2 separate regions of the Mus musculus genome follow, and region 2 is linked to region 1. Evidence: chromatin contacts called from public HiChIP or PLAC-seq data. All regions are on one chromosome and are shown on one strand. Each heading gives the region's core, a stretch centred on a gene start, on an enhancer-like site or on the middle of the called end of the contact. The rest is flanking DNA. Distances are from core to core; before and after follow the strand shown. Region 1 has its middle 31 kb from the start of Cd28. Region 2 holds the start of 2310016D23Rik (a long non-coding RNA gene).

Evidence for each region. HiChIP or PLAC-seq counts read pairs in DNA pulled down with a chosen protein or histone mark.
Region 2: a contact with region 1 is called in an H3K27ac HiChIP or PLAC-seq map of heart atrium, with 8 read pairs. The contact joins the promoter of 2310016D23Rik here to the enhancer-like site in region 1. A contact is called at or near these places in 1 of 39 promoter capture datasets (liver), 1 of 484 Hi-C or Micro-C datasets (nephron progenitors), 1 of 115 datasets of contacts at active chromatin or transcription factors (heart atrium) and 1 of 9 other capture datasets (adipose tissue).

The regions. Positions count from the first base shown.
Region 1 is chr1:60,712,299-60,719,460 of GRCm38.p6, reverse strand. No RefSeq gene overlaps it. Among named protein-coding and RNA genes, the nearest start is that of Cd28, 31 kb to the left of the region's middle. Within about 2 kb of position 3,615, at least 43 of the 459 cell types and tissues checked have an H3K27ac peak or open chromatin away from gene starts, as enhancers often do. A contact at or near this core is called in adipose tissue, heart atrium and liver, where this site is marked.
Region 2 is chr1:60,775,930-60,783,091 of GRCm38.p6, reverse strand. 2310016D23Rik (a long non-coding RNA gene) reads right to left here and starts at 4,631. Exons shown (of 3, transcript XR_865459.1): 1 at 4,176-4,631.

The DNA of each region.
Region 1 (7,162 bases), core at 2,366-4,865:
AACTGGCATATTCACTCCACATGCTGTGCCAATATCTCACAAGGTATAGGTAATCCTGATCCTACTTCTCTGATTCTTAGACAGATGGATATATGAAGCATAATGTTACTTAATCTCTGGAATCATGAAATCTGTTGCCTTAGTCAAACTCTAGTCCTGGATAGCAAAGTGGCCTTTCAGCCAGAGTCACAGTACCAGGACAAGTCAAAATGTAGGTAGAACTCTCCTCACTGGGATCTATTTCTTTGGCAAGCCATTCATTCATCCAAAAATGGTTAACGAGATTAATCATTTAATGAAAGCTGAGAAGATAAAGGTAAATAAAACATCTCAAGTGGTTCAAGGCAGACAAGTGCAAAGTAAGTTTCTCCTTCCAAATTAATCGAAAGAGGATATGTTATATTCTGGTTCATCTAGAATTATCTTCCTAAAACATCTATACACTAGGTACATCAACCTACTTTATAAATGCACCACGGAAGAATTAATGAGACTGTGCAAATATACGTGTACAACCACATTTATTCTTTCATGAGATCCTGAAAGTATACAAAAGAAAATGAACCTCCCACCCACAGACATACAAACCAGACTTCACCATTTAATACAATGACTGTTCCTTTAAGAGATGTCTGGAGTCACTTCCCCACCCAGCCCAATAAGCACAATGGAACATTTTCCTTGAGATTACCTCACTCCCGCTGACCCACACAGGAAATAATTATTTTGGTAGTCTCTCATAAACAGTAAAATATACTTGCTTGAAAAATAAGCTCTTTGACCCTGTAAGTCAGTGGCTTCGTGAGCATACCAAACTAAGTATCCTTCCAAATCCAACAATTTTGTACGTAAATGGTGCCTTATTCTTGAATTGTGGGTTCCCAGATCCAGGCTCCACTTGACAGTTCTGCCAAGATGCCACCACGGACAGTGGTTTCCTTGTATTTCTGCCTAAAGAAGAATGTGGCATCAAAGAAAAATTATATTTCTTTCCTAAGATAGAATTTGGAAATTCAACAGATGTCCTAGCAACAGATTCAAACACAGTAGTCATGGCTGAGAAATCAGCTCTGCTCTTGCATGTATCCATCCTAGGGTGCACCAGAGAAATGCAGCGATGTTTAAAAGAGTGATGGTTTGGAATGAAATTTCTGAGTCTAGTGAAAGATCAAGATGTCCACTCCTAAGCTAACTGAAACCTGCTACCATGTATGTCCCTTTCTTTCACTATAGAATCCCCAAAGACAGCAATGTAGAGGATTCCAAGCAAACTGTCTGTGAGAGGAGTCTGGCTACCTGCAGAAAACAGAAGCATTGGAGCCATAAGGCCATGTTCCCAGTTGAAGGTGACACTAATCTACTGAACACCCAAGTCACTCCCTTGGTATAAAAGCCCATTGGGCAACTGGAGCCAGGGGGCTGTCCCTAAATCTGATGCCTGTCTTTGGATCTCATTTCCCTAACTAAGCTGCCTTGTCTGGCCTCAGTGGGAGTGGATGTGTTTAACTCTGCAGAGACTTGATGTGCCAGGGTTGGGAGATAGCCAGGGGGACCTCCGCCCTCTCAGAGGAGATGGGGAGAGGTATGGGGGAGGGACCTTGTGAAAGAGAACTGGAGGAGGTGAGGACAGTGATCAGAATATTAGATAGATAGATAGATAGATAGATAGATAGATAGATAGATAGATAGATAGATAGATAATGGAAAGGGAGGAAAAGCCTTTCGGGACTACCTGACAAGCACCCAAATTGATTGGAGCTAAAGACAATGGTGTGTTTTCCTACCTCTTTCAACAGTCTGCAACTAAGCAGGTCAGATCAGGACTCAAAATGTCAACTGAAGAATCAGGAACTCAGTTACCTTCCATCAAGTCACCACACTCTTCTCTTTCAGGCCACAAGCCAGAAACTGGAGTATTTCTGCTTATTTCCTATCGACGAATGCTTAGTCACATGACCAATGTAGCTTCATGGTCGTTCCCATTTCCATACTCAGAATTCAATGATAATGAACAAAATGGAAATCAATACCAAGAGACATCCAGGAGTCTACCACACTCCTCAGCTTTCTGATTGTTTCACTTAATGATAGATATGTTATCAGAAGACATAACCTCTTGTCTTACATAACTGTTGTAGTACCCATCCCTCCCAAATTACTCTGCTCATTAGACCTGTGTTAGTTGGATCCACTGACATACTAAGGCATGAAAGATCCTAAAGAATGGAGCCAGGGTTCTTGTGCACAACTGTGTGATAACATCTGGCCAGATGTGTAAGCAAGCTTGCTCTTACCTCTGGAGTCTACCTTGATGACCACAATACCCAACTATTGACCCCATGGTTGTGAGGGTCACCTTGTTTCATTTTGTCTTCCTTTCCCTATACATAATAGGAGAATTATCCAAGGTGACTCCCAGACAACTTCAACATTGGAAAGGAAAGAGAATGTCTCCACACTTCAACTGAAGGTAAACTAGTCCAAGAAAGGACTTACATGTCAACTTGGAACTTCTCTGAGAGCTTCTGGGATGGTACCAAGAAAGAAGCTATGTACAGAGGAGGCTTGGGAGTGACTGGGCCAGTTCCCTTCTTGTGTCCTTTGGAGTTGCTGACTTCTAAAGGCACAGAGAATTCCTGACTGGGACTTCCCTCTGGCTTCCACTCACTGAGGAGGAATGGAAGAAGACTCTCTGGTGAGTGGATTAGAATCCCACCTGGTGTTTACACCAAGCTACAGGATGTGCTTAACATCCTGGCATGAATGGGCCAGTGCTTGGCGGCAATGAACAGCACCTGCTTCGAGTATCTACTTGGCCAAATAAACGAACGATACTCGAATATCAAGTAATTTAAGAACCAAATATATGGATGCTCAATAGCTCAAAGACCTCTGAAAGGCAAAGCAGTAGTGGAAACCACATCGATACAAGTTCTTCCTAAAGGAATGAGAAAAAGACGTAAATTTGTTTCTGTGCTATTAGCAGAAATCATGATATACTGCAACTAAATCATTACTGTTTTGGAAAGAAAAGATACTTGAGGTAAGAAATATTAATAAACAACCTATACTCAACATAGACCTATAAACCACAGAAATGGGAAGATTTAACCAGTCTCACACCTGGTGTTTATGGGTTTTGTTTTTTACAGCACATTTATTGGGGCATATAAATACAGAATATTTATATAAATACAGAATACAGATAATGTATATACATGCCATCGAACCTTAACAATATTTTAATTACAAACCTATTCCAAAGTCCAACCTAGGTCAGGAAACATTAGCACATCCTTTTCCTGTTTCTGCCTTATCCGAAAACTGGAACAAAACTCTTGGAAGGGATCCAGAGTATCAGGAAGAAATTGTTTTAAGTGTTGCTATGCATGAGCCAGGCAGCAGAGCAGCATGAGCTGACCTCCATAGCTGAGGCTCTTCCTATGTAATAATAACGCAAGTCCTAAAAAGACTCTGCTGTGCTCATTTCTGGCAGTGGGCAAGGGAATTTGTACAAATGGCTGACTCTCAGATCGGCTGTCACTCCTTCCTCTACTCCACACAGCCCCGTTAGCACTTACCTCATTCATTACACTGTAATTATTTGTTCACAGGCCTGTCTCCAGGACATGGAAAGGAGTTAAGAACACTAGCTCTGCAGCCAAACTGTCTAGATTTGAATCATAGCTCTGCCGCTAGCTCGTTTCTGTGGCTCTGAGCAAGTCCCTTAACTTGGCCAAGCTTCTGTTTTACCATCGCCAAAGCCCAGTTAATAATAGGTCATTAGAGTGTCAGCTGTGCAAACCTCGTGACAAATGGATGAAAGCCACATCCATCCTTAAAGAACATCTTCAGTAACTATTAGTGTTCTCACTTAGAGTAAAATCACTCATCTGTGTATTCCTGTCCCCAGTGTGCCTGACTCCTGAAGGCAAGAGAAACAGGGTAAGAAAGACAATGTCCTCGGCTGGTCTGCTACAGTGCACTAGTGGGACTTCTCTACTGTGTACACTAAAGAAGAATAACCAGGCATCTGTGGCCCAGCTCCAGCCATCTTCCTCTTAGGCAAGAGATGCCCTCACAGGGTATAACCCAAACCCTACATTCCCAGCTTCATCTTAGTGGGCAGACCCACATTTTTCCTCCCCAAAAGAAAGCAACTATTCTCTGTTTTCCTTCAAGAGCTAGCTTTGGTGCTGTCTCTGGGTCTCACTGGGAAAGATGAATTCCAGGTGGTGCTGGCAGAGTCACAGGTCCCCACACTGAGCTCTTCCCTGCAACCTAAACTGATCAGTCATAAGCAGGATAGTTTGACTTCCATCTGCCCTTCAGTGTGTCGTTTCTCAACATGTCCTGCTCATTGTGCCTCTAAGACTAAACAGAGAGGGATGGGGGAGGAGAGGGGAAAGGGAAGGGGAGGAGGAGGACTAGTTCTGCATCCAGATGGTAGCACACATCTGCAATCCCAGAAGCAAGGGGATTGAGGCAGGAGGACCACAAGTTCAAAGCCAACCTGAACTATGTATCAGGATCCTGGTCTTGGAAAAAGTAAAAAATTCAGATTTCTAATTTTTCCTGAGTTTAATGAAGTGTTGCATATGGGAGAAACTGAAAGGCAGACCTTGGCAGTACTGAAGAATTGAAGAGACCAGGTTTGACCTGTTCTGACCACTTTGGGCAGTATAACCTGGACTCTCTTGAACCTTTTGCCTTCTGTTTGGATTCCATCAATTACATGAGACTCTGTGGGTAGGAGGAGAGAAACCTAAGCATTTGTCAGTCTACCCTTGCCCTGACTGACTAGGTTTGACACTTATGGCAAACCTCTACATAGCTCTCACTCTGACTGTGTGGCCCTCTCTGCAGATCTAGCTCTTGCTGGGTTCTCCCCACTTGTCCCCAATGTCCCCTCAAGTCTAAGAGCAGTAACAGCTTTCCAACATGCCTAGTTTCCTTGGTCCTCCCATACTCATGTTATCTCTATTAACCCTTTCCACACTTCTGAAAGGTGTCCCTTTGTTAAAAATCTCTTTAAGGATGCTGGGCATGGCTGGCTCGTGCCTATACTATTGTTACATGGGCAGGCGGCAGGAGGATCACTGTAAATTCAAAGTCAACCTCATCTATATAATGAGTTCCAAGCCAGCCATGGTTTTATATATATCAGGTCATAGGGAAAAACCAAACACAAAATTTAAGTTAAAATAAAGTATTTTGGGAAAAACTCATTTGACTGCTAAAATCCTAACTGAAATGAGTGGTCAAACACAACAGGAAGTCTAGTGGAGAGGAAAACGTGAGCCCTTCATCGTCTGACGGCAGTGAACATTGTCTCATCCAGAACAGTATAATCCTCCTTTTCATTACACCTTGCTGTAGCAACCTGCAGACAGTGTTGTTCTGCTTAAAGAGAGAGACCCTGATCAAGCCACCCTTATACTCAGTTGCATGTGATGGTTCGGAATCTCTTCTCAAATCAAAACATGATAGGGAGTGGAAAGTCAGAGAGAAGTAGAAGTGACACAATTAACTGTTTATTTTTAGCTCAATGAGGAAGGATTTGCACTTTTGAAGATGTGACATTATGATATAGAGAGCACTCAGATCAACATACAAAGATAAAAGATCTGAAGTCTGCAAGACAGGAGCTTCTGAGAATATCGCCTCTAAGCGAATAGAGATACAAACTCTGTTTCTGTTTTTCTGGCTTTCTATCAAGTTCAGTCTTCCCTTTCATGTTTTAATGTGTTTGACTATCCATATTTCCAAATGTAGGCACAAATTTGTCATAGCGTAAAACTCCATGTGAGAACGAATTCTTGCTAGAAGGGTAGCATTAGTAAAGATTAGCCCATTGAGAAATTTCTAAAGGCAGCAGTCAAATGATAATTATTTCTCTACAAATAGAAAATGGCAAAAAAAAAAAAAAAGCAAAAATGCCCTCACTTCAACATTTGGACTTTCAGAGCCCACAGCGGCCCTGCAGTGTGAACTCCCTGACACAATACAGCACGCTTCCTCCTACCGTTTGTCAGTTGTGCACCCTGTGACCCACAGTCTGAAACACTGTGCCCAGTTCTGTCCTTCTATCTCAATCTGACTTGTCAGCATCAATACTCAGCTGTGACCCACACAGTCCCCTGCACTTGTCAATCATGGTTGTATATAATGAACATTCTCTGTCCTTGGAGCACTGGGCCACTCACTGCTCTGTCCCTTGGTAAACTGCATTTTTCAAACCATTCTATTGTCTCCTTCCAACCCTTTTGACTTAGCTAGGGTTCTTTTTTTTTAATTAGATATTTATTTCACTTACATTTCCAATGCTATCCCAAAAGTCCCCCACCTGCTCCCCCACCCACTCCCCCACCCACCCACTCTCACTTCTTGGCCCTGGCGTTCCCCTGTACTGAGGCAGATAAAGTTTGCATGACCAATGGGCCTCTCTTTCCACTGATGGCCGTCTAGGCCATCTTCGGCTACATATGTAGCTAGAGACACAAGCTCTTGGGGATACTGGGTAGTTCATATTGTTGTTCCACCTATAGGGTTGCAGATCCCTTTAGCTCCTTGGTTACTTTCTCTAGCTCCTCCATTGGGGGCCCTGTGATCCATCCAATAGCTGACTGTGGACATCCACTTCTGTGTTTGCTAGGCCCCGGCATATTCCTACAAGAGACAGCTATATCTGGGTCCTTTCAGCAAAATCTTGCTAGTGTATGCAATGATGTCAGCGTTTGGACGCTGATTATGGGATGGATCCCCCGATATGGCAGTCTCTAGATGGTCCATCCTTTCGTCTCAGCTCCAAACTGTGTCTCTGTAACTCCTTCCATGGGTGTTTTGTTCCCAATTCTAAGAAGGGGCAAAGTGTCCACACTTTGGTCTTCGTTCTTCTTCAGTTTCATGTGTTTAGCAAATATTATCTTATATCTTGGGTATTCTAAGTTTCTGGGCTAATATCCACTTATCAGTGAGTACATATTGTGTGAGTACTTTTGTGATTGGGTGACCTCACTCAGATTGATGCCCTCCAAGTCCATCCATTTGCCTAGGAATTTCATAAATTCATTCTTTTTAATAGCTGAATAGTACTCCATTGTGTAAATGTACCACATTTTCTGTATCCATTCCTCTGTGGAGGGGCATCTGGATTCTTTCC
Region 2 (7,162 bases), core at 3,382-5,881, 63 kb before region 1:
CTAGCTGCATATGTAGCCGAAGATGGCCTAGTTGGCCATCATTGGGAGGAGAGGCCCCTTGGTCTTGCAAACTTTATATGCCTCAGTACGGGGTAATGCCAGGGCCAAGAAGTGGGAGTGGGTGGGTAGGGGAGTTTGCGGGGTGAGGGTCTGGGGGGACTTCTAGGATAGCATTTGAAATGTAAATTAAGAAAATACCTAATTAAAAAAATAAATTATAAAAAAGTGTTTGCCATGAAGCCTGATGACCTGAGTTCAAAATTCATATAAAGGTGGAAAAAGAGAATCAACCCCATAAAGCTGTCTTCTGACATCTACATATGTGCCACAACACACACAAACCCCTCACACAACAATAATAAATAATTTTTTTAAAATGACAAGATGTGGTACTACACCCAAAGAAATAAGCCACTGATCTAAATGTGTAATAGCATTTTAAATATATTTTTTAATATAAGCATATATTGAATTTTTAAATGCACCATATTAAGAGTATTTTGAATTAAGGAGTGCAGCAGGAGAACGAGACCACTGGCATAGAAGACTCAGCCTGATTCTGTGCTTTGTGTTTTCAGAGGACTCTGTGAAGTAGTGCAACAGCCCTATTTTTCACATCTCCTGTTGATATCAAAACAAAACTCTACTTTTCCCAGATTCCTTCTAGAACATTCTCATCACCAATTCATACAAAAAGAGAAAGAGGAGAAAGGATTTTTATTTAACTATTTTTAATTTATAATATATTTACTGCATTTCCCCCTCCTCTTTTCTCCATCAAAATCCTCTCATGTATTTCTCCTTACTCTCTTTCAGATTCATGGCCTCTCTTTTTCATTCATTATTGGTGTGTGTGTGTGTGTGTGTGTGTGTGTGTGTGTTCCTAAATACATAAATACAACCCATCAGTCTGTATACTATTGCTTCTATGTGTATGCTTTCAGGGCTAACCATTTGGTATTGGATTTGTTCCTCCCTGAGGAGACTATTTCCCCCACTCTCAGTGTTGTTCCTTAGCTGCCTGGAGTTCTTTGTGTAGGGTTGAGGCCTCATGGGTTCCTCAAACCACCACCATCCACATCAGCATGCCTTTCCATGTTGTCCTTGCTCAGCTCAGTTTTAGGCAGTCAGTTTGGTGAAACATTGTGGGTGTAGCCTCTGACGTTCTTAAGAGACACAACCTCACAGCAAACTCTCTGGCCTTCTTTCCAGCCCCTCTTCCGCTCAGCCCCTGATCCCTGAGCCTCAGGTGGAGGAGTAGTATTGTTGATGTGTCAGTTGGTACCGAGCTCCACAGCTCTGCCTTTTGATTTGTTGTGGTTTTTCAGTTCAAAAAGCAGTTTCCTTGATGAGAGGAGTACATTCTAAATGTATTAGAAGACAGTTAGGGGTTATGCTAATTTAGGAAAGCAGCGATGGTGGTAAGTTTTAAGAGGAGAAAATGCGAATGAGTGCTTGAATCTTCTGTTCTTTTCTAACTTACAGAACCTCAGGAGCCAATGTTTCAAAGAAGCCAGTAACCCAAATGTCATCTCTTCTGAGGTAAGGACATTGTTACCAATATACTGATAACATCTAGTTCTTCAAGTTGTCAGAGACTAATAACTGAGCATACCAAGAGGGTAAGGTAGTGTTGAGTTCTTTATTTCTCCAAACAATGTGAAATTTATGAATATATGTTCATAGATTATAGATAACATTATATATTATATATGTAATCAGTCAACATGAAGTTAATTAGGATTATATATATGCATATAAACATATATATATAATCAGTCATTATGAAGATATTAATTAGGACGGTTATATTTCTCTGAATCTTTTTCTTTTAATTTATTTATTATTATATGTAAGTACACTGTGTCTTAAGACACACCAGAAGAGGGTGTCAGAAATCATTTTGGATGGTTGTGAGCCACAATGTGGTTGCTGGGATTTGAACTCAGGACCTTCGGGAGAACAGGAAGATTATACTTCTTCATGTAATAAGAAAATCCACCTGAAATGTCTTCAATAATAAAGCTATTTGTTGTCAGCCATGTCAAGAAGCTGAAGACAGACACTTTCAGGGTTGCTCGGCCTTCTGCTCAGTTCCCTCAAGGTTCGGCTGCTTTCTCTGCCCTCCTCTCCTGGCCTCAGCCTGCTCTGACCATCGGGCCAATCCTGCTCATTGTGCAAAATCCCCTTGAAGACACAGCAATCTAAGATTCAAAAAAGGCATTCTTTATTTCCAAATGTCTTTTAAGAACAAAGAGAAACTTTCCCAGGGGAGCTTTGGTGCACACTCACGGCCTTATTGGTTAGAATTGTGTCACGTGTCAGCCAATCCTGGATGAGAGGGTTACCATCACTCTAGCGTATGCCTACCGTTATCCACTCTTTGGATTTCCTGGAAAGCATAAGTGGGAAAATAATACAGAGTTCTGTGTGTTGCCAAGCGAGAGGACACAGTTTTTGATTTGAGTGTAAGAGGCATGGTAATAAAATGCACTTTGACATTTTTAAAACCTTGTAAATTGCTAACCGGGCGGTGGTGGCACACGCCTTTTATCCCAGCACTCGGGAGGCAGAGGCAGGCAGATTTCTGAGTTCGAGGCCAGCCTGGTCTACAAAGTGAGTTCCAGGACAGCCAGGGCTACACAGAGAAACCCTGTCTCGAAAAACCAAAAAAAAAAAAAAAAAAAAAAACTTGTAAATTTTATCAGTAGTTTTCAAATTTCCCAAACCTTTTAATAGTACCTAGTTCATCTAATTTATCAAAAGACAAAACAGTTTTTGTGTGTTTTTCAGATAAAAGGTTGTATATTTACCTATCCACCTGTTTGTTCACTCAGTTAAAAGGTTTTAAGCACCAATATATTATACTCAAGATTTAATATACTATGAAGAATTCAGAAATCACTAGATTTATACTATCAAGTATTATTATTATTATTATTATTATTATTATTATTAGAGAAATGTCTATCTTTAAAAAAACAATGAAATTTTTCATGCTATTACATGAAGGTGATTTTCAAATTAAATTCACACAAGAAAGCCCATATAAATAAATATTTCTACCTTAAATCCACAAGTATTTCACTATTTATTTAAGAAAAAGTGACACATAATTTTTAACTAGTGGAGATAATGTGTACAAGAAATTGTAGGCTTTTTCAAATATTCCCAGCTGACAAAAACCTCAAAAAATACACATGTATATAAAAGCTATAATATGAAAAAATAAAACAGTTGTAATGTGGGATATAAAAAGTACAAGACATCTACACAGAAGTCCCTTTGTCTAATCCTTTCATATAGTAGTGAGTAGAAACTAGAGACAATCTGCCGTTGTCCCACCAGAAGGTTCAAGGGCAAAGACAAGAATTAGCCCCAAACTTAGTATTCTACGGGGCACAATAAGTCATAATTTCCCCCTGAGCTCTAAACCTGGAAGTTTACTTTTGCATTACTAACCTTAATTCACGAAACAAACAACCTACTGAAAGAGGCCAGATTTGAGGGGCAATGAAGGTTAAAACAAACAAACAAACAAACAGGAGAGAGGTGCTTGTAGGAGCTGGGACCTCTCTTCCTGTTTTGTTCTCAGTGGTTTTCATCCTAGGTTGCTTCCTTTTGAGACTGAGAATATGTCTCTCCCTATAAAGCTAGTAACCAAGCGGCAGAAAGATCGAAGTAGGCTCCACAAGATAAGTACTCTCCTGTCACAGCTTCAAGAGGAGGCTGAGCAGATTTAAGTCTTTCTTATGGCCTCTGTAGAGGCCCTGGGAAGGAACTGAGTGAATAACCTACACAGCAGTCCTACACACTATATAAGAAAAGTCTTGGAGGTCCTAAGGCTGTTCACCCAGACTGTAACTTGAACACATTAGTGTATCCTGGCTTTGCAGGATACACCATTCTGAGAGAGGTGTGCCTGCTCCTGGTATTACAGGCTGTTTGCATATTAAATCTTAGGTATTACAGGCTGCTTGCATATTAAATCTTAGGTATTACAGGCTGCTTGCATATTAAATCTTAGGCATCTGACCTTTTGGGGAGCAATTTCCTATTCTTGGCTGCACAAATGAAGCTAAATCTTACCCTATTTCTAAAATGCCCAGATAGAATGAATGAGTGTATGGCTCAGAGTGCCCCCACAGGCTGTTTCCAGAAAGAACTATTTGTACCTTGGGTGTAACCAGCAGCTGTAGACAAACAGGGTGGAGCAGCGATAAGGGATGACAAAGGCCGGGTCAGTGTCTATGATCTGTATAAAGCTGACTTTCACGCCTACCTGTGAAATGCCAAGCTTTAGTTTGCCCTTCCAGTGGGCAGCAGCAGGGGTTGCGGGTGCGGGTGAGGGTGTGCTCTCCTGGTCACCTATAAATAGTAGCTAAATTTAGATTTGAAAAAGTCATGGAAAGTGGTAGGAGGCCAGTCCTGAGACAGCTGCTTCTGGTCTCTGCTCCACCCACTCCACACTGGAGCTGAGTGTGGTCCATTTGGAAGGATTTGCAGGGTAATTCGTCTTTTTCATTACCTTGGACACGGGCCATACCCCCCCACCCCCACTGTGAATAAAAATTTATTTTGTTTCCTTGGAGATTGCATGGATTTGATGGTTGGACGAGAGGGAAAAGAGCAAAGAAAATGTAACAGTAATCATTGGGCTTTTAGCACTAATTTCCCGAGGATGCTGTCATCTTGAAATTCTCGTCCCCTTTGCTTTTAGTTTCCTGTTTCTCCTCCCCAGGATAGCTCTCTCTTGGATAAAGTCTCTCCCTCATTCTCTGCAAATCCTTGCCTTTTTTTTTTTTTTTAAATAAAGTTACTTGGACACTCACACTCCCAAGAGGTCTTTACATGCACCCAGACTGATCCCTTCTAGATGGTGTCTGGCGTTCAAAGACAAGCTCAAAGCTTAAAAGTGGTGCCTTGGTTCTGTCTCAGAGGTCAGCAAACTGCGGCCTACAGGCCAAGTCTAGCCACTGTCTGACACTGCACAGGCCATGAGCTGAAGAATGGATTGTATGTGTACATACGGCTAGGGTGATGGTGCAGCAATCAGAGGAATCACAATATCTGGCAAGAAAATTAAAGGAGAATCAAATACCAATATCCATAAGTAAAAGCTTGCTGAAATACAGCTAATCTCAGTTGTTTGTCTACAGTGACAGACTGCAGTAGCTACAAGAAACTATACAGTCACCAGAGTAACAGTAGATACACAATGTCTAAGTTCTACAGTCAGGACTAAGTAGGTGCCTTAAGGTGAATAGAAGGAGGTGAAGGGTTGTAAAATACACTCTGATTGGTCCACGCAGAGATAAGGACAACAGCGTTGCTCTATCGTTTCTCCTGTACCCAGTCCGCTTTTCAGAGCTGGGAAGACGGTCATCAAAATGTTGTTGGATGAATGAAGAAGAAGACAGGACAGAGAGGCACAAAGCAAATGAAACATGAGTTGCACCCTGTTTGGAATGAAAAAGCATCCCCATGACAACCTCCAGCTAGTCTTGCTTCATATCATCTATATCACTGGTTCCCAGACGTTAGCAAAAACCCTCACTTTGGATGCCAACGTATCGAATGCTCAGTGTGTGCATAAGAAATTGAAAAAAAAAGTCTGTATGAATCTGGCTAACTTTGCTGATGCTAATTCAAACCCACCTTTCTGACCCTCTTCCTCAGTCACCAAATGTACATCAATTTAGTCTAGACACTAAACTCAGATGAGGAAGTTATCAAGGGAAAGGAAATCAAATGTAAACTTCATAAATAAACCTTTTGTTCATCTCTCTCTCTTCTTCCCTCCCCCTCCCTCCCTCCCTTCCTCCCTCTCTCCCTCCCTCCCTCCCTCCCCATCTCTGTGCTTGCAGGTGACACCCACACATATCCTTCAGCGTTGGCAGAGATGTTCACTCAGATAATGACTGGAGTTCATGCTACCTGTTCTCATCTTCATGTGTCATCGTCACCATGCAAAACCACAACTATAGGAAAACAGAGCTGTTTGCTGCTCTTCTGTCTCAACTGACATTTCCACCCAGTTCACAGCTTGCCCTTTGGAGACAAAGGAGATTATCTGTCATTGAGATGCCTTTACATAATGAAGTATGAGTGAAATCCAGGCTATCCTTTACAACTTTTTATCCCCTTGAGTTTGTAGCCTTTCCAATCCTTTCGCAGAGTTTAAGTGGGCAAATGGCATAGGGCATGGCCTTTGGGAAGCACACATTCTGATCCTTGATTTTGCCCCAAGAGTGAGGTCAGCTCAGAAAGTCTGACATATTCTTGGACACACAGACTTTCAATGCAAGTAGTTTCAAGCATTGGGTCCAATGTCAACCCTGAAATGAGCAAAAGGCACTTAAGCTAGTGTTTCACATACTGCTCTGGACAGTAGTCTACAGTTTTAAGAACCATAAACCTATGATTCAAAAAAAAAACAAAAACAAAAACAAAAACCACACACACACCCTACTTTCAGAATGTCAGATGGGAAAACATAAGGAGGTCCAATCTCTCAGATGTATTTCTCAAAACCCAAGATCCTGAGTACCACTGCCAGCACATCAATGGAGGCTCAGTTGAGGAGAACACAGAGCACACCATCAGCAGGTTTCTAAGGTGGTTCCCAGACCATCTGTAGCTGCCTTTTACTGTGGGGGTCAGATTTCTGTTGCAATGAACCCAGGAGTTTCTTTGATTTGTCTCAACTATCTATCATCTCTGTTCCAGATATAACGAGAGATGACAAAAGATACTGCTTAAATAGGAATGTGGGTCTAGGGAGGTGGCTCAGTCAGTAAGGGACCTGTCGCATAAAGATCTAAGTTTGGATCCATTCCAAGCAGTCACGTAAAGAGTCAGGCTTTAAGGGGCTCACCTGACGTACTAGAGCTGGGAAGGTGGAGGCAGGAGCTTACTGCAGCTCACTGGCATGAGTCCTACATTCAGTGAGAAAGTCTGTCTCAAAAAGTACAGTGCAGAATGATAGAGAAAATATCCAACATCAGCATGTACATGCATACACATGTGCTTATGCACACACACACATGCACACACACACATACACAAAGATATATACACACATGGCTCTTCCCACTGAAAAGGAAACTACCCTGGGCTGGGGATGCAGCTCAGTTGTTTGCCTAGATGGAGCCCTGGACTG